Linked DNA regions of Mus musculus: region 2 is linked to region 1. A link is a contact called in public promoter capture Hi-C data. All regions are on one chromosome and are shown on one strand. The core of a region is the stretch at or near the end of the contact, and the rest is flanking DNA. Distances in the headings are between cores, read along the strand shown.

Region 1 (7,740 bases), core at 2,834-5,333:
GACCTAGAAAGGCAAGGTCTGGGGTAGCAGCAGGGAATCAGTGAGCTGACCTAAATCTCAGCAGCTTCTTTTATCTTGCCTTATCCTGAGCAAAGATTCCAATTCTGGAAGAAGCAGCACTGGATTACCGTGAGTCACACGTCAACCTCTTGGCTAGATAAATTCTAATCATCCTTGATCCCTACTGATAGTCCTGTTTAACCTGGATCCCCGTGGTTAGGCACAGTGAGTGAGTGAAAGGGCAGTGGAGTTCCCACAGAGTGTCACCAGGAGATATGGTGCCACTTTTGCAGGGACACTGCTCTCAGAGGTTAAGGAGACTAAAACAGACTCAGAAAAAGACATGCTCTGAAGGAAATACAAGGACAATTTTATATATATATATATATATATATTTTTTTTTTTTTTTTTGAGGCAGAGTCTTACTGTGTAGTCTTGATTGGCCCCCATCTCAGAGATCATTTTGGCTCTGCCTCCCTGGGATTAAAAGCACAGCCTGCCTCAAAGACAATTTTATTGGCATTTGAAAGAGAAAACAGGAGGGCAGGCCAGCTGAGGTCTCTTGGGGGCTGACGAGAGAGAGAGAGAGAGAGAGAGAGAGAGAGAGAGAGAGAGAGAGAGAGAGAGAGAGAGAGAGAGAGAGGGAGGGAGAGAGGAGAGAGGAGAATGAGATCACGCTTTCTTAGAAGTCAACGTTCAGTTCTCCTTGAATGTACACAAACCGGGTATCTATTCCATCACCCATCACCGGGAGCTTCTTACACAAACTAAATACCTGTAAAACAACAACACAAAACAAAAAACCCAAAACCCTCTTCAACATTTACCACATTTATTAAGCCAGCATGGTGGCTCATGTAATCCCAACACTTGGGAAGGTGAGGGAGGAGCACGCTTGGAAAGGTCCTCAGCTGCACTGTGAGACTTTGTCTCAAAAACAAAGAAAAAAAACCCAATTAGCATTTATTTATTTATTTATTTATTCATTCCTGGGCTCACTCCCATCTCAACAATTAGCATTTGTAGATTACTCACTATGGGGCTGATACATTTCTTTCTCTCTTTCTTTCTTTCTTTCTTTCTTTCTTTCTTTCTCTCTCTCTCTCTCTCTCTCTCTCTCTCTCTCTCTCTCTCTCTCCCTCCCTCCCTCCCTCCCCTCTTTCTTTCTTTCTTTCTTTCTTTCTTTCTTTCTTTCTTTCTCTCTCTCTCTCTCTCTCTCTCTCTCTCTCTCTCCCTCCCTCCCTCCCTCCCTCCCCCTCTCTCTCTCTTTCTTTCTTTCTTTCTTTCTTTCTTTCTTTCTTTCTTTCTTTCTTTCTTTCTTTCTTTCTTGACAGGGTTTCTCTGTGCTAGGATTAAAGGTGTGTGCCACCACTGCCCAGCCACACAACAATTTTTTTTCTTTTCTTTTTCTTTTTTTTTTGGTTTTTCGAGACAGGGTTTCTCTGTGCTAGGATTAAAGGTGTGTGCCACCACTGCCCAGCCACACAACAATTTTTTTCTTTTCTTTTCTTTTTTTTTTGGTTTTTCGAGACAGGGTTTCTCTGTATAGCCCTGGCTGTCCTGGAACTCACTTTGTAGAGTAGGCTGGTCTTGAACTCAGAAATCCGCCTGTCTCTGCCTCCCATGTGCTGGGATTAAAGGCATGCGCCACCACCGCCTGGCACACACAACAATTTTTAATCCTCATTTTACAAATGTGGAAATTAAATAGTAGGAAGATAAAGCAAATCGTTCAATGTTTTAGTTAAGTGGTAGAACACAGATATATAAACACTGATTCTTCTGTTTCTAGAATCCTTGCTGTTAACTTCTACTTTATGGCTACCATTCACTAACTAAACCATTAAGAATTTTTTTTTTTTTTTTTTCCTTCTGGGCTGGAGTGATGGCTCAGCAATTAAGAGCACTGACTGCTCTTCCAGAGGTCCTGAGTTCAATTCCCAGCAACCACTTGGTGGCTCACAACCATCTGTAATGGGATCTGATGCCCTCTTCTAGTATGTCTGAAGACAGCAACAGTGTATTCATATACATTAAATGAAAAAAAATCTGGCCGGGCGTGGTGGCGCATGCCTTTAATCCCAGCACTTGGGAGGCAGAGGCAGGCGGATTTCTTAGTTCGAGGCCAGCCTGGTCTGCAGAGTGAGTTCCAGGACAGCCAGGGCTACACAGAGAAACCCTGTCTCGAAAAACAAAAACAAAACAAAAAACAAAATCTGAAAAAAAGTTCTAAAGAATTTTTTTCCTTACTGTTCTCTACATTCCCTTTCAAATCTTATGTGCTGCTTACACAGATAAATTTCATAACTGTCTCTTAATTTTTACCCATAAAAGAAAATTATTAAGAAGATATCTTAAACAATATAAGAATTATTAATTATGTGTTTGGGATTACCAGCAGATGAATTTTTTTTTCAATTCACATATTTTAATCTAGGGATGACAGGATAAAAATCACTAAACTCCTCATCCTCAAACTGCCTTCTTGCACTTCGTTCTTGATCATCTAAAAGCCCCGTTATTGGTTGCTCTCCTCTTCTGGGGCGTCGGGCTTATCACCCTTCCTGCTCCACCGCTAAGATTAAACCAAGAAATTCCACAATCCAGTAATGCTTTAGGTGCGTTACATTTACCCAAAGGGCTTGTTAAAAGACCAGCCTTTAGGGAGGCAGAGAGATAAGCGGATATGAGTTTGAGGCCAGCCTGGTCTACAAAGTGAGTTCCAGGACCACTAGGGCTATACAGAGAAACACTGTCTCGGAAAAAACAAAACAAAACAAAACAACAAACATTCATTTAGGTGGATTCTAAGAATTTGCATTTTTAAGTAAGAGTTTAGGTAATTCTAAACTGCTGGTCTGAGACCTCACATAGGATACATGTGAAAATACATGCTGAAACATCTCATCTAAAAATCCAAAACCTCAGCTGCTCCCACACTGTGCACAAAACTATTTAAAAATGCGTTACAAAATTACCTTTAGTCTCTGTGTATAAGGTCTGCATGAAATACAGCTGAGTATTTTTGCAACTGGAGTCTCATCCACTGCTTTGGTTTGGGACCAGGGACAAGGGACTGAGGCGCATATTTTACATACCAAAGCACACCTGAACTTCAGTTTCACTCAGCATCCCTCAGTCCCTTCTTGGCGAACCCTGCCCCAACCCTGAACTTTCCAGTCCAGCGGCCGAGCTGCCCTTCCCCCAGAGGCTCTTCCCTCTATAATCAAGATATTTTGGTCTCCCTTGTTTTCCTTCTCTTCTCTCACCTCCAATGCTCCCCTGGCCTCAATCCTTGGGGCCAGTGAACTCCCCTGAAAGCAACTTCCCAATATTCTGCCTTTAATATAATCTTAATTGGTTTGAATTGGCTCATTTCACCGTTGGAGAAATAACCTATCACCCAGGACGTTTTATTATGTATAAGCAAGTATTTCAAAATTTGAAGAAAAGAAAATTCCCAAATACTTCTCAAGTATCTCAGACGACTGATACCTAACCTGCAGTGTTCTATTCCTTCTAATCTCTGCTCCCCACAAACAGGCTGTCAAACCATTCTTGATACTAGTTACAAGGATTGCTACTGGCTCTTGGTCTTTGATCTTGGACAGTTAAAGACTAACTACCTTTTCTGACTCCCACTTAAACAAAACCTAGGTTGAATCCTGCTTTTCCATAGGGGTCAAGGCTACATGGATGAGGGAAGGGTTCTTCTGCAACGCCCTCATCAATGATGGCTACTATTTTCATAACGTGCAACCCGCTCGTCAGTCAACTTCGTGGGTAACAGGTAGACACATCCTCAAAGCTAATTACCGAGCACAATGAAAGCAAGGTGGGCAACGGCGATTGTATAGCTATGACAACAAACAAACCCCCAATAGGCCAATAAATACATATTTTAAAAAACCCTCAGATATCAGAAGCCAGAAATAACCGCGGAGTGTCTCAGCTCAAACGCTTAAAGAGAGAGACGCTATAGCCTAGGCGATTAGGACTCAGGCTCGCGGGGCGTCTGCTTCCGGCCACGTGTGCACGTCGACCAATGGAAAGGCTTTACGCCACTCCCGCTTCCTCACCCTGGCAACGGGCGAACGACTACTTCCTGTGTGTGAGTGCTCTGCGCTGACGCGGGTGAGTGTCCCTCGTTCTGACGCTGTCCGCGTCGCCGCTGCCTAGCCTCGGTCTCCGTATGGTCCGGCAGGCCCGCGTGGCGTCCTCACGCCACCGCTCGGGACGGCTCTCACGGCGCCACCTGTCCGGCCCGGCGCAGGGCCCCACGGATTCCCCGGCCCGGAGTTGTGGTCACGCGTGGGGGCCGCCAGTTCCCTTGGCTGCGGAGTTCTCGGAGCTCTTCGCGCGCTGTGCAGTCCCAGGCTACAGGGAACTCACGTGTCCCAGGTCCACAGCGGGCCCGGGATGTGTCACAGACAGATGTCGCGGTGGGGTCAGAGCTTCCCTGAGTCTGTTAGAGCCCGGGTTAGCGTCCCGAGGGACATGTAGCATCCAGTCAGTGTAGAGGTGGCTAGGACTGAGTCAGTGAAGATGCTGGAGAGGCGGGCGAGTAGCTGTAAACTGGAGGTGTTTTGAAGTAGAAGGCATAGGGATTCCTCCGAGTTCAACTTAATTATACCGAGGAGAGGAAGGGAAGGTTTATTGGGGGCCATTGAACCAAGACCTTTCTTTGAATAACAAGCTAAGGGAGTTTATCTTACGCACTCAGGCGTTTGGTTATTAGAAGCAGTGGCCGTGGTTATTAGAAAATGCTTGGGAATTGCAGAACAAGAGATTAACATAGTTGCCGCCACTAAGGATTTTGTGCTTTATAATTTCTTAGGTGTTGTAGATGTCACCGACAAGTGTATGTGTATAATATGGTTAAAACTAGAAATTGCAGTTTTGTATATGTTGCATTCATTGCACGGATAGATTGGTTTTGCCTTTTTTTGGGGGAGGGGAGAGGGTTATTTTAGTTTATGTGTGTGACTGCTTGCATCATAATGTCTGCACCGCGAGCATGGGCATATCCGTGCAGGCCAGTAGAGGGCATCTGGGGGAATCAAGGATGGATGTAAGCCAGCGAGTGGTGCTAGGAACTTACTCAGGTCCGCTAGAAGCAAGTGCTCTTTATTGCCGAGCTGTCTTTCCAACCCTGGTTATTTTATTTTTTTTCTTATTGAGGTGTAATCAACACAGTACCAAAATCCTCTTAAATTGTAAGCTTCTCTCTCCCCCTCTCTCATTTTAAGGATTCAAAAGTTGTATGTATGTCGTTGCTGTCTAGTTCCAGACCAATTTTTATCACCTTCCCCAGATATCTTGTGCCCAGTACAGTTACTTACCCTTCTCCAGTTTCCCCCAACTTCTGATCCATGGTTTAGTATGTATCTTTCTGTTTTGTACGGTTTAAGTAAATAGAAGTATGTAACAGGTGTCCTTTTGTGTCTAGCTTCTTTCAGTGAGCATAATGTTTTCAAGATTTGTCCATAGCTATGTAATAATGCCTCATTCCTTTGTGTTTATGTTACCCCCCCCCCCATTGATTCTGGGGATGGACCCGCACACATGCTGGGTGAGCATCCTACCACTGATGGATGTACCTCCCCCGTTCCTTTTTATGGATATGCAGTTGGATTGTTTGGTCCTTCGGGTTATTTTGGAATAATTCTGTACACATCATATTTGTAACTTTTTGTGTGGATATTTGATTTTAGTTTTATATTTGATCTTTTTGTTTTTTTGGTTATGTATATAGAAGTGGAACTTCTGGGTGGTTATGTTTGGAGAACTCAACAGACACTTTCCAGAATGATCACAGCACATTGAATCCTGCAGATAAGAAAGGTCTTCATCTCCAGACACCTGTTTTGATTATATGCGTCTTATAGTGGTACTAGGGAAATAGTGTCTCACTATTGTTTTGATTTTTATGATGAATAATCTTAAGCATCTATCTTTGTATTTATAAAACATTACATAGTTTTGGAGAAATATTTAAGTTGTTTGACTAGATATTTTAAATTTTATTTTATGTGGATGCATGTTTTGCCTGCATATATGTCTGTGTACCACATTCTTGCCTGTTATCAACAGAGGCCAGAAGATGGCATCAGGTCTCCTGGGATAGGACTTAAGAAGGTTGTGATCTGCCATGTGGGCGCTGGGAATCAAGAGCAGCCAGTTAGTGCTCTTAATCACTAAGCCATCTCTCCAGCCCTAGGTGGCTTTTATTTTTATTTTATTTTATTTTTTTTTGAGATGGGTCTTACTGTGGCCTGGAAATTCACTGTGTAGACCAATCTTGTGTCAAACATCTGACTTAAGAAACCATTTCTGAGGCTGGGTGTAGTGTGGCACCTGCCTTAAATCTCACAACACAGAAGGCAGAAGAAAGGGGATCTCTGAACAATTTCCAGGGTAGCCAGAGCTACATAATACAGGGATTTTTTTTTCTTTCTCTCAAATAGACCTTGTCTCCAAAAACTAACCGAGCAAGCAAGCAAGAAAGAAACAAAACTACCACCACCAAAAAAATAAAAATAAAAATAAGGCCTAGTGAGATGGCTCAGCGGTTAAGAACACTGACTGCTCTTCTGAAGGTCCTGAGTTCAAATCCCAGCAACCACATGGTGGCTCACAACCACCCGTAATGAGATCTGATGCCTTCTACTGGTGTGTCAGAAGACAACTATAATGTACTTATTTATAATAATAAATAAATCTTTAAAAAAAACAAAAATAATCCGGGCGGTGGTGGCACACGCCTTTAATCCCAGCACTTGGGAGGCAGAGGCAGACGGATTTCTGAGTTTGAGGCCAACCTGGTCTACAAAGTGAGTTCCAGGACAGCCAGGGCTACACAGAGAAACCCTGTCTTGAAAAACAACAACAAAAAACCCCAAACCAAACCAAACAAAACAAAAATGCTGAATCCAGAGTCAGAAATATTTATCTATGTATAATTGCCCGTTACTCTAAGTTTTATAGGTCTGACTGATAGTTTTGAAGTGCTGGATTCAGTGTACCTACAGGGAGGGGTAGGGCTTTACTCTGCCTTCTCTAATTCTCCCCACCCTTGCTGACTACCCAGCCCCACCCACCACCCACACCCCACAACACACACACACACACACACACACACACACACACACAATGGCCTGGATATGTTTATCTTTTGTTTTTGTTTTTCAAGATAGGGTCTCTCCATGTAGTCTTGCCAGTCCTGGAACTCCCTCACAGAGATCTGTCTGCATCTGCCTCCTGTGTCCTGGGATTAAAGGAGTATGTTCCCCGACCCTGGCCCTTCCCCCTTTGGCATTCATCTTGAAAATCAACTGACCATGAATAATGTTACTGTATAACCCATCCCTTTCTGTTGAATTCTTAAGTTGCATATGTGTTTAAAATCCTGTATTATTCTATATTAAGCATAGCATAAAAGACGTAAAGCTAACCAGGAGTGCTAGCACATGCTGGTAGTCCTAGAACTTGGGAAGTGGAAGGAAGATGATCAGGAGTTTGAGGTCAGCCTGGGCTCCATGAGACCCTATCTCACAAAATGAAGCAAAACAAAACAAATCATAACCAACCACCCAAAACAACCAAAGGAAGACTAAGCTTTTTCTGTATTTAAAATTTAGGTGGAAAGTGTTTCTAGGAGTAGAATTACAGATTAAACATGAATATACATTTGTTCTGGAACTCTTTTAATGAAGCATGAAGCTGTCAATGTCATGATAC
Region 2 (7,740 bases), core at 2,282-4,781, 2.8 Mb before region 1:
AAAGCATACCTACCGTGTGAATAATGCTTATAGTACTTATGTATCACTTATTACATAAAGGTGTTTATGAGATGTCAGTTATGTCTTAAGACCCAATTTAAATATGTTTATCAAAGTTGTAAAAATGTCCTATTTGTGAAAGAGTAAGTCAATTTTACTCTCTAGAGTCTAGAAAAAGAATAAAGTATAGCTAATGGGTCCATAGTATTTTCCTTCTGATGAGGCTTTTCCCAGATGATTTAAATGCTTTGAAGTGAAATCAACATAGTGTTTTGGGTTTTCTCACTTTGTACTGAAGTTGTTAAGACTTAGGGACTGTAAATCACCAATACCTATTTGGAAATGATAAGGTCGCTTAAGAACCAGCAAGAAGGGGCTGGCGAGATGGCTCAGTGGGTAAGAGCACTGACTGCCCTTCTGAAGGTCCTGAATTCAAATCCCAGCAACCCCATGGTGGCTCACAACCACCCATAATGAGATCTGGTGCATTTGAAGATAGCTACAGTGTATTATTATAATAATAAATAAATCTTAAAAAAAAAGGACCAGCAAGAAATTCAACAATAAATGAAGTTCAGAATGTTACTGCAAAACAGTCACCTCCTGCCTACACACACACACACACACACACACACACACACGCCTTTACATATTCATGCCTGACTTACTTTTGAATGTGTGTGTGTAGTGTGCACCTGTGCTGGCAGAGGCTGGGAAAGAACATTCGATCACCTAGAGTTACAGATGGTTGTAAACTGCCCGATGTAGGAGCGGAGAACGGAGTCCCCATCCTCTGCAAAAGCATCAAGTGCTCTTAACTGGCAAGAGTCATCGCTCCAGCCCCAGAATAACTGTTTTACATCCATCATGTAAACGATATGAGATCCAAAACAAAAACCAATGTTTCTGAACAAGAACCACAGTATAGAAAATAAATATAATGAAGTTATGTGTCCTTTTGTTAAATAACAAGTTATAGTATCAGCTTCACAACTGGCCTAATTTCAAAGTCAAAATAAAAAAGGAAGAACAATCTGAGAGAGCTGCAACAGTCCCTAAATATCTGTGATTTCCAGTATCATCAAAATTTCAGATGTTACTACAGCTGCACATTTTATTTTAATTAGAGGAGACTATATAGAGGTAATCCCCCCCCCCCCATACACGTTCAGGAGCTTTAAGAGACTTTATTTGGTGATTCTTCTGAGTAACAGTTCTCCTGGCAGTTGTCCTTACCAAACTGATGCTGTGCTTAGCAGTTAGTCAATGGGGAGCCTCACGCGGGGAGCCTCACACTTGACTTCCGGAGGAAGCTTCTGTGCAGGTTAAGTCCTGGAAGACTTTAAAAAGTCTAAAATTTCTAAAGACAGAAACAAATGAAAGGGGTACCAGAGATTCATTGGAATTTGAGAAGATGAGCAAGCCCTTAAAAACCTTCCTGTTTATTCATTTTTCTTGGTGCAGAGAGTAAATTAATCAAGGGGTGGCTGTTCAGTCATTTCTCTGGCGAGAAACCTCGCTGCTTCTAGTTTAAAATCCGCAGGCTTGCTGTTCGTGTTCCGTGGGCCGCAGCACTTTGTCGGTTGTGTCAAATCGCAAGGTGGTGTTGGAATCAGAGGATTATGTACACGTGTAGGCTGCTGGAAATTATGGATAGAATGGCCTGCATAAGCCCAAACTGGACAAGCAAAACCTCCAGGAACAGGAACTCACATTAACAAGTGATTTGCAGTTGAGTGCAGAATTCGCACACCTGTTCTTGGTTGTCTTGGTTGCTCTCAGCGACTCTACAGCTGGTAGGGTGTTGAAGCCCTGCCCGCCCGAGAGCGCACCCTACACAGTTTGTCCCCAAGCAGCTCCCATATACGGCGGGCTCCGCCCCTGCCCGTGGCTGCCACAGCCGGGTGCAGCCTGGCTGGCGGCTGTGCCTGGACCCGCCCGCTGCTTCTGCTATTGCGCATGCGCCCCATTTTCAACCCTCCGAGTTTTCCCGCCCTTGATTGGCTGACTCTGCGCCCATTTCTAAACTTGTAAGCGCCTTAGTCCAGGCTTTGTAGGACTCCGAACAAAGGGGACGTTCTGATTCTACCCTACCTTGAAGGGTTCTAGGAAAGCTGAGATGAGGACTCCTGGTACTAGTGGACCACACATTGGCCGTCGTATTATTTCACTTAGTCTATTATTAAACCCTTGGAGTTCCAGTTTAGCAGGCGAGGCAGACTGGAAGACTCAAAGCTAGTATTGGAGTTCGAGCCAAAAACCCGGGAGACTTTTTCGGCTCCCCTCAGGGACTTAAGCAGCATCACATCTAAGCTTTCTAGAGACCATTTGAACCGAAGTCATCTGCCCGGGAGTGAAATAATAGCGGGGATATGCTGGTCTTGAGGACAGAATGTTCCATTGTGGTCGTTAGAGACCTCGAGGGTGAGGAGGAGCAAGTCAGTAGGCTTGCTTTATACTCCATCAGCAAGTGCAAAGGCAGGAGATCAGGGTCCAGGAGGAAGGCTGGTCTGTAAGTTTTGAGCGACCCTGACTGGGGCAGGAGGAAGATAGTTGATACTGGAGTTTTTGTGTCCAGCAGGTGACTTACAGGTGAAGGCATAGGGTTAACTGAATGAATTTACAGGGAGATAGCCCGGTAAGAAATCACTGATGCCAGGGGCTTTAGCTCATAAAAAAAAAGGGAAGAATAAGAAGAAGAAGGAGAAGGAGAAGGAGGAGAAGGAGGAGAAGGAGGAGGAGGAGGAGGAGGAGGAGGAGGAGGAGGAGGAGGAGGAGGAGGAGGAGAAGGAGAAGAAGAAGAAGAAGAAGAAGAAGAAGAAGAAGAAGAAGAAGAAGAAGAAGAAGAAGAAGAAGAAGAAGAAGAAGAAGAAGAAAGAAAGAAAGAAAGAAGAAAGCGGGTGTCCTCACTTTTGATCCAATGACTAAAGTTAAATTGCTAAACTGTCCCCAAAATGCAAAAACTCCCTTTAGATATGATTCCAACCAATATAACGACATTTCTATCTGCCTAAAAAAATCCTCGATCCTTTGTTTTCTTGGTACCCTAAATTTTGTGGTTCAGAACACATGCTTAGAACTCTTTGAAGAAACAGAGCAGTCCCTCAGAGTTCTCCACGACCTTTCGCTTCTCAACAAGACAGATGAGTTGACGAGCACGGGCCGTATAAAGTCAGGACCATGTTATTGGTTGCAATGCTCGTTTTCGGTAGTCCATTCCTCGGTTTCCTTGAGAATGCTCTAAATGCAGTGATCGTCCTGGGCCTGACTGGGTTTGACTTTCCGAGTTAGAGACAGCACAGCCGGTTGCCATTGACTTCGAGGTGGGGCTGCGCTGGGGCGTGGCCACCGAAGAGGCGGGGCCCAGACTTCCGGGCCCCGCCCCTTCGCGCCGTAGGCAGCTGCCAAACCCCGGTGCGTGGATCACGCGGGCCGGAGCCGCTCTGGGCATGCTCAGTGGCCTGGCAGGTGTGGCCGCCTAGCAACTCCAGGTCGGCCCTAGCCGAGGGGCGGGTGAGAGGGAAGTGGGCGGGGGCGCGGGCACGGGCACAGTCGCTGGAGTGGCCGGCGGCCGCGGGGCGCAGGCCTGTTGGAAGCCCCCGCGGGCCGGGCCGGGATGAGCTATGGCATCGGTCAAGGTGGCCGTGAGAGTCCGGCCCATGAATCGCAGGTGAGTGGGGCCTCCCGCCCCCCACCCTCGCCACACCCCAACCCCGGGCAGCCCCGCTCAGAGGCCGGTCTGGATTGAAAGGGACAAACCCCTGACCCACCTGGCCGTGCCAGTGGCCTTGGCGGTCCTGAAGGGCAAAGCTCTCCCGCGTTGAAGGGGACTCTGAGGGGAAGTGTCCGCGAGGCCGGGGAGATTTCCATGTACAGTCCCCATCCCAGAACGTGAGGCTCTCTTGCTCGCCCTTTAAAAAAAAAACACCAAGGAACCACGTTGGTGAAGTGAAATACTTGGGGGCGATCATGGAAGTGTGAGGGGTTCCCCGAGCTGTCAGACACACGCTCACTTGTGCCAACTCCAAAGTCTCTGTTAATCATGTTACCTTCTAATCTGGAGAGAATTTTCAGGTCCTTGAACGTGAACCCATCGTCTAAACAGAAAGTTAGCAGTTCATAAGTTAAGGTTTACATGGGGGATGAGGAAACTTCAACAAAGTTTTGACTCCTCGAAAGGAGAGTTACGTACGTGCACGTGTTTGACTCAAGTTAAGGGGGCACAAAGTGAGAACACACTTAGTGTGTAACCTCTTATATTTTTCCTACAAAGTAGTGCCTTGCATCGTGACTCTCCTCTCCTCATTGACTGAAAACCATTTTCAGCGACTTCCTCATCAGTTCAGAAAGAAGCTTTGAGAAAGTTAACTTTTGAGAAGGTTAAATGGGCTTAACCAGAGAATGACGTGCATATAAGTGAATGCCCTCCAAGTTGACGGGCGTAGGGCACACAAAGCAGTTCGTGTTTATTGCTGTTTCAGTTCTTGGACATTTGACTTGCCATATGGCTGTTCTCCCTTAGTCATGCTGTCTACTTCAGGAGGTCAGTGTTTGTTGGTTCTGACAGCCAGTTAGGGCAGCAGATTTTACTGGACTCTCCTGAGTCTATTTTTTTTTTTTTTTTTTTATCTTCAAGTAGAAGAACCATTATCATGCTGTAGATCCATAAATACCAGTGCTTTTGAAAGTCAGTGCATTTTGTGTGTGATTTTCAAATTACCTCTAAAACTTTTTAGGGAGTTTGACTTGTGTGTGTGAGTGAGTGAGTGTGTGTGTGTGTGTGTGTGTGTGTGTGTGAGTCTCAGGAGAATATTTGTTTCTTCACATACCCAATCAATACAAGATAAATAGACCCCTGGAGTCTTTTAAATGTTTTGTTTCTATTTTTAAGCATTTATATTATAAAAGGTTTTGTTTGTTTGTTTGGTTTTATTTATTTGCTTATTTATTTGTTTTTGGTTTTTTGAGACAAGGTTTCTCTGTGTAGCCCTGGCTGTCCTGAAACTCACTCTGTAGACCAGGCTGGCCTCAAACTCAGAAATCTGCCTGCCTCTGCTTCCCTAGTGCTGGGATTAAAGGCATGCGCCACCACTGCCCGGCAAGAGTTTTTTTTGTTTGTTTGTTTGTTTGTTTGTTTGTTTGTTTTTTTTCGAGACGGTTTCTCTGTGTAGCCCTGGCTGTCCTGGAACTCACTTTGTAGACCAGGCTGGCCTCGAACTCAGAAATCCGCCTGCCTCTGCCTCCCGAGTGTTGGGATTAAAGGCGTGTGCCACCACGCCCATCGAGTTCTCTTTTTGAACAATGTGAACATATGCTAGAAAATAGTATCAGATAACTTTAGAAAACACTTACTAAATATGGGTAGATGTAAGTGTCTTTTAGGAGTGTAGTGTCTAATGAGGGAAGGATGATGAAATTCATCAGTCTGGACTTTGTAGAAGGGGTGCTGTGTGTTCAGGGCCTTGTCAGAATAGGCCTCGAGTCCAGGCCCGTGGAGGCAGAAAACCATTACAGAAGCCTTATGATTTGAGTAGGCAGGCAGGTAGGATCTGTGCCCAGCAAGTAATGCTGGTGACATCAGGATTGGGACAAAAGCTAAGGAAGCAGTGATCTGGACAAGGGGTGGAGATGGGAAGGTGGATTGGATACACCAAGACAGTTTCCTGGTATCTTGGTAAAATTTGGTGACTTACTGCATGGGAAGGAGCAGGAATAGGGAGACTCCGAGAGTCATTAGCTTAAGTGGTCAAAGAGCTGGAAAGATTTGAGGAGAGGACATAATGAAGTTGAGAGCATCCTTAGCCATTCCAGTGTTCATGAAGTGCAGGAAGTATGAGTTACCAACTCAGCGTTTAGACAGTGAGTGTTGCATGCTTGTTTAATTTGAATCTTTGAATCATGTTTCTGTTCCGGGTGGTTGGTTGGAATCCTGGTTAAGTCTTGATACTTCTATGATTATCATGTGGAAATCTATCTATACAGGAGAATGGGAGTCAGGGATTGGATGGCTGGATATGTCTGTCCTTAGGATTCCAAGTAGAAGAAGGGCTTGCTGTCATGGAAATGAGCCAGAGTCCCTGTAGGCTGTAGTGGCTGTTGGTATCAAATGTTACTAAGATGAAGGCGGTTCTTGGTCAAAGAGGTGAGGATACTGGTAACTATCCTGAGAGTAGTTTCTGGAGCCAGTTATCCAGAAAATGGCAGTGAAGTAGAGACACGCTAATGGCAACTTAAAGCATGTGACCTAATTCCTAAGTCCTGCAAGGTATCATGGTGATTGGAAGTAACTGTTTTTACCCCTGCTCGGGGAACTTCATCTGTCAAAATTTAATATATGCATCAGGTTAATATATATCTACCAAGATGTGTTTATAAGGATGGTGTTGCTTTGTTGTAACAATACCTATAAAAAACCCAAATAAACCATAGATGACCAGAACATAGAAACACTGGAGATTTGTCAAAACTGTAACTGAAGTCATTCTATGTAGCATATAAAAATTGTGGGTTCACTGTAAATGAGCCATCTCCAAGTTAGGAGACTTATGAAAGCAAGATACACATATACACACATATAGTAGGCTGGAGTGTATGTACATATGTGTGAGAAAACTACTGAGACCCTGCTCTGCCTGTCTAGAGCAGTTTATAAACACCTGGCAGAGGTGCCTCTGTGTAGGAAGATAGATAGCAAGGATGGAAAGTTTTTCTTCCTCTTTTACTATTTGAATTGTCATATTTATGTATAATTGTACAATTAATGATTGAAAACTTGGTTCTGTGATTTTTAAAAGCTACTTAGAGCTATTGTCTCTAGCTGGGAAGAGTTTTGTATAATTGCACAATTAATGATTAAAAACTTGGTTGTGTGAATATTTTTAAAAACTACTTAGAGCTATTGTCTCTGGGAATAATTTTGGGTGATTGTTGTAGACAACTGGAGGAAACTGCTATCTTATCTATCTAATCTATGTATCTCATCTGTCTATAATCTATCAATCATCTGTCATCTGTTTATCAATTATCTATCTATTATCTATCTATATATCTCTATTATCTATCTTATCTATCTCATCTATTTGTAATTTATCAATCATCTAACCATCTACCTACCATCTCTATTTATCCATCATATCTATCATCTATCTATCTATCTATCTATCTATCTATCTATCTCTTGTTTCTAGTTACTATTTCAAGTAAGAAAGTTTCAGGCGATTTCACCAAAGACAAAAAAGGCCACTAATGAAGTGAGGGTGCTCTTGGCATCTTCTGAAGAAGAGGGGCCAGTGTGAATTTGCCTGAGTCCTGAGCCTTCTCAGCCCTCTCTCTGTTCCCTGAGTGAATTTGATCCCAGCCATGATATGATGTTTATTTTTACTGCCTAGTGGTTTGTATGGCCCGGGTTCTGATTTCCAAATGCAGTGATCCTAATTCAGTTCCTGGCTTGTCCATTCCCTGTGTTCTATTTTGTCTCTTTTTCTTTTGCTGCATTAGGAATTGAACTCAGGGATTGTGTGTAGAAACCTAGTTGTCTTTATACTTCATATATTAACACAGTTCCCCTTTTTGTTTTGAGTAGGTTGCCTAGTCTGACCTTGAATTCACACTGTAGCACAGGTGGGACATCTTTATGAGTATGCTGTATGTCTGTCTTTCTGAGAGGAACACCAAATCCCTGCACAGCTTTTAGTAGTAAAGGCATATATTTATGCTATTTTTGCAGATTGGGAGAAAATG

What was found. Promoter capture Hi-C pulls out the DNA fragments that hold promoters and counts their contacts.
Region 2: a promoter capture Hi-C map of liver shows a contact between it and region 1, with 7 times the contacts expected there. The contact joins the promoter of Kif16b here to the promoter of Tasp1 in region 1. A contact is called at or near these places in 11 of 39 promoter capture datasets (the 3T3-L1 cell line, 3T3-L1-derived adipocytes, the C10 cell line and 5 more), 1 of 484 Hi-C or Micro-C datasets (CD4 T cells), 2 of 115 datasets of contacts at active chromatin or transcription factors (astrocytes and embryonic stem cells) and 1 of 9 other capture datasets (liver).

What each region holds. Positions count from the first base shown.
Region 1 is chr2:140,063,148-140,070,887 of GRCm38.p6, reverse strand. Tasp1 (taspase, threonine aspartase 1) reads left to right here and starts at 4,083. Exons shown (of 14, transcript NM_001159640.2): 1 at 4,083-4,134.
Region 2 is chr2:142,897,255-142,904,994 of GRCm38.p6, reverse strand. Kif16b (kinesin family member 16B) reads left to right here and starts at 3,531. Exons shown (of 26, transcript NM_001081133.2): 1 at 3,531-3,670. The coding sequence starts at 3,624. Kif16bos (kinesin family member 16B, opposite strand) reads right to left here and starts at 2,030. Exons shown (of 2, transcript NR_131921.1): 1 at 1,754-2,030; 2 at 1,423-1,640.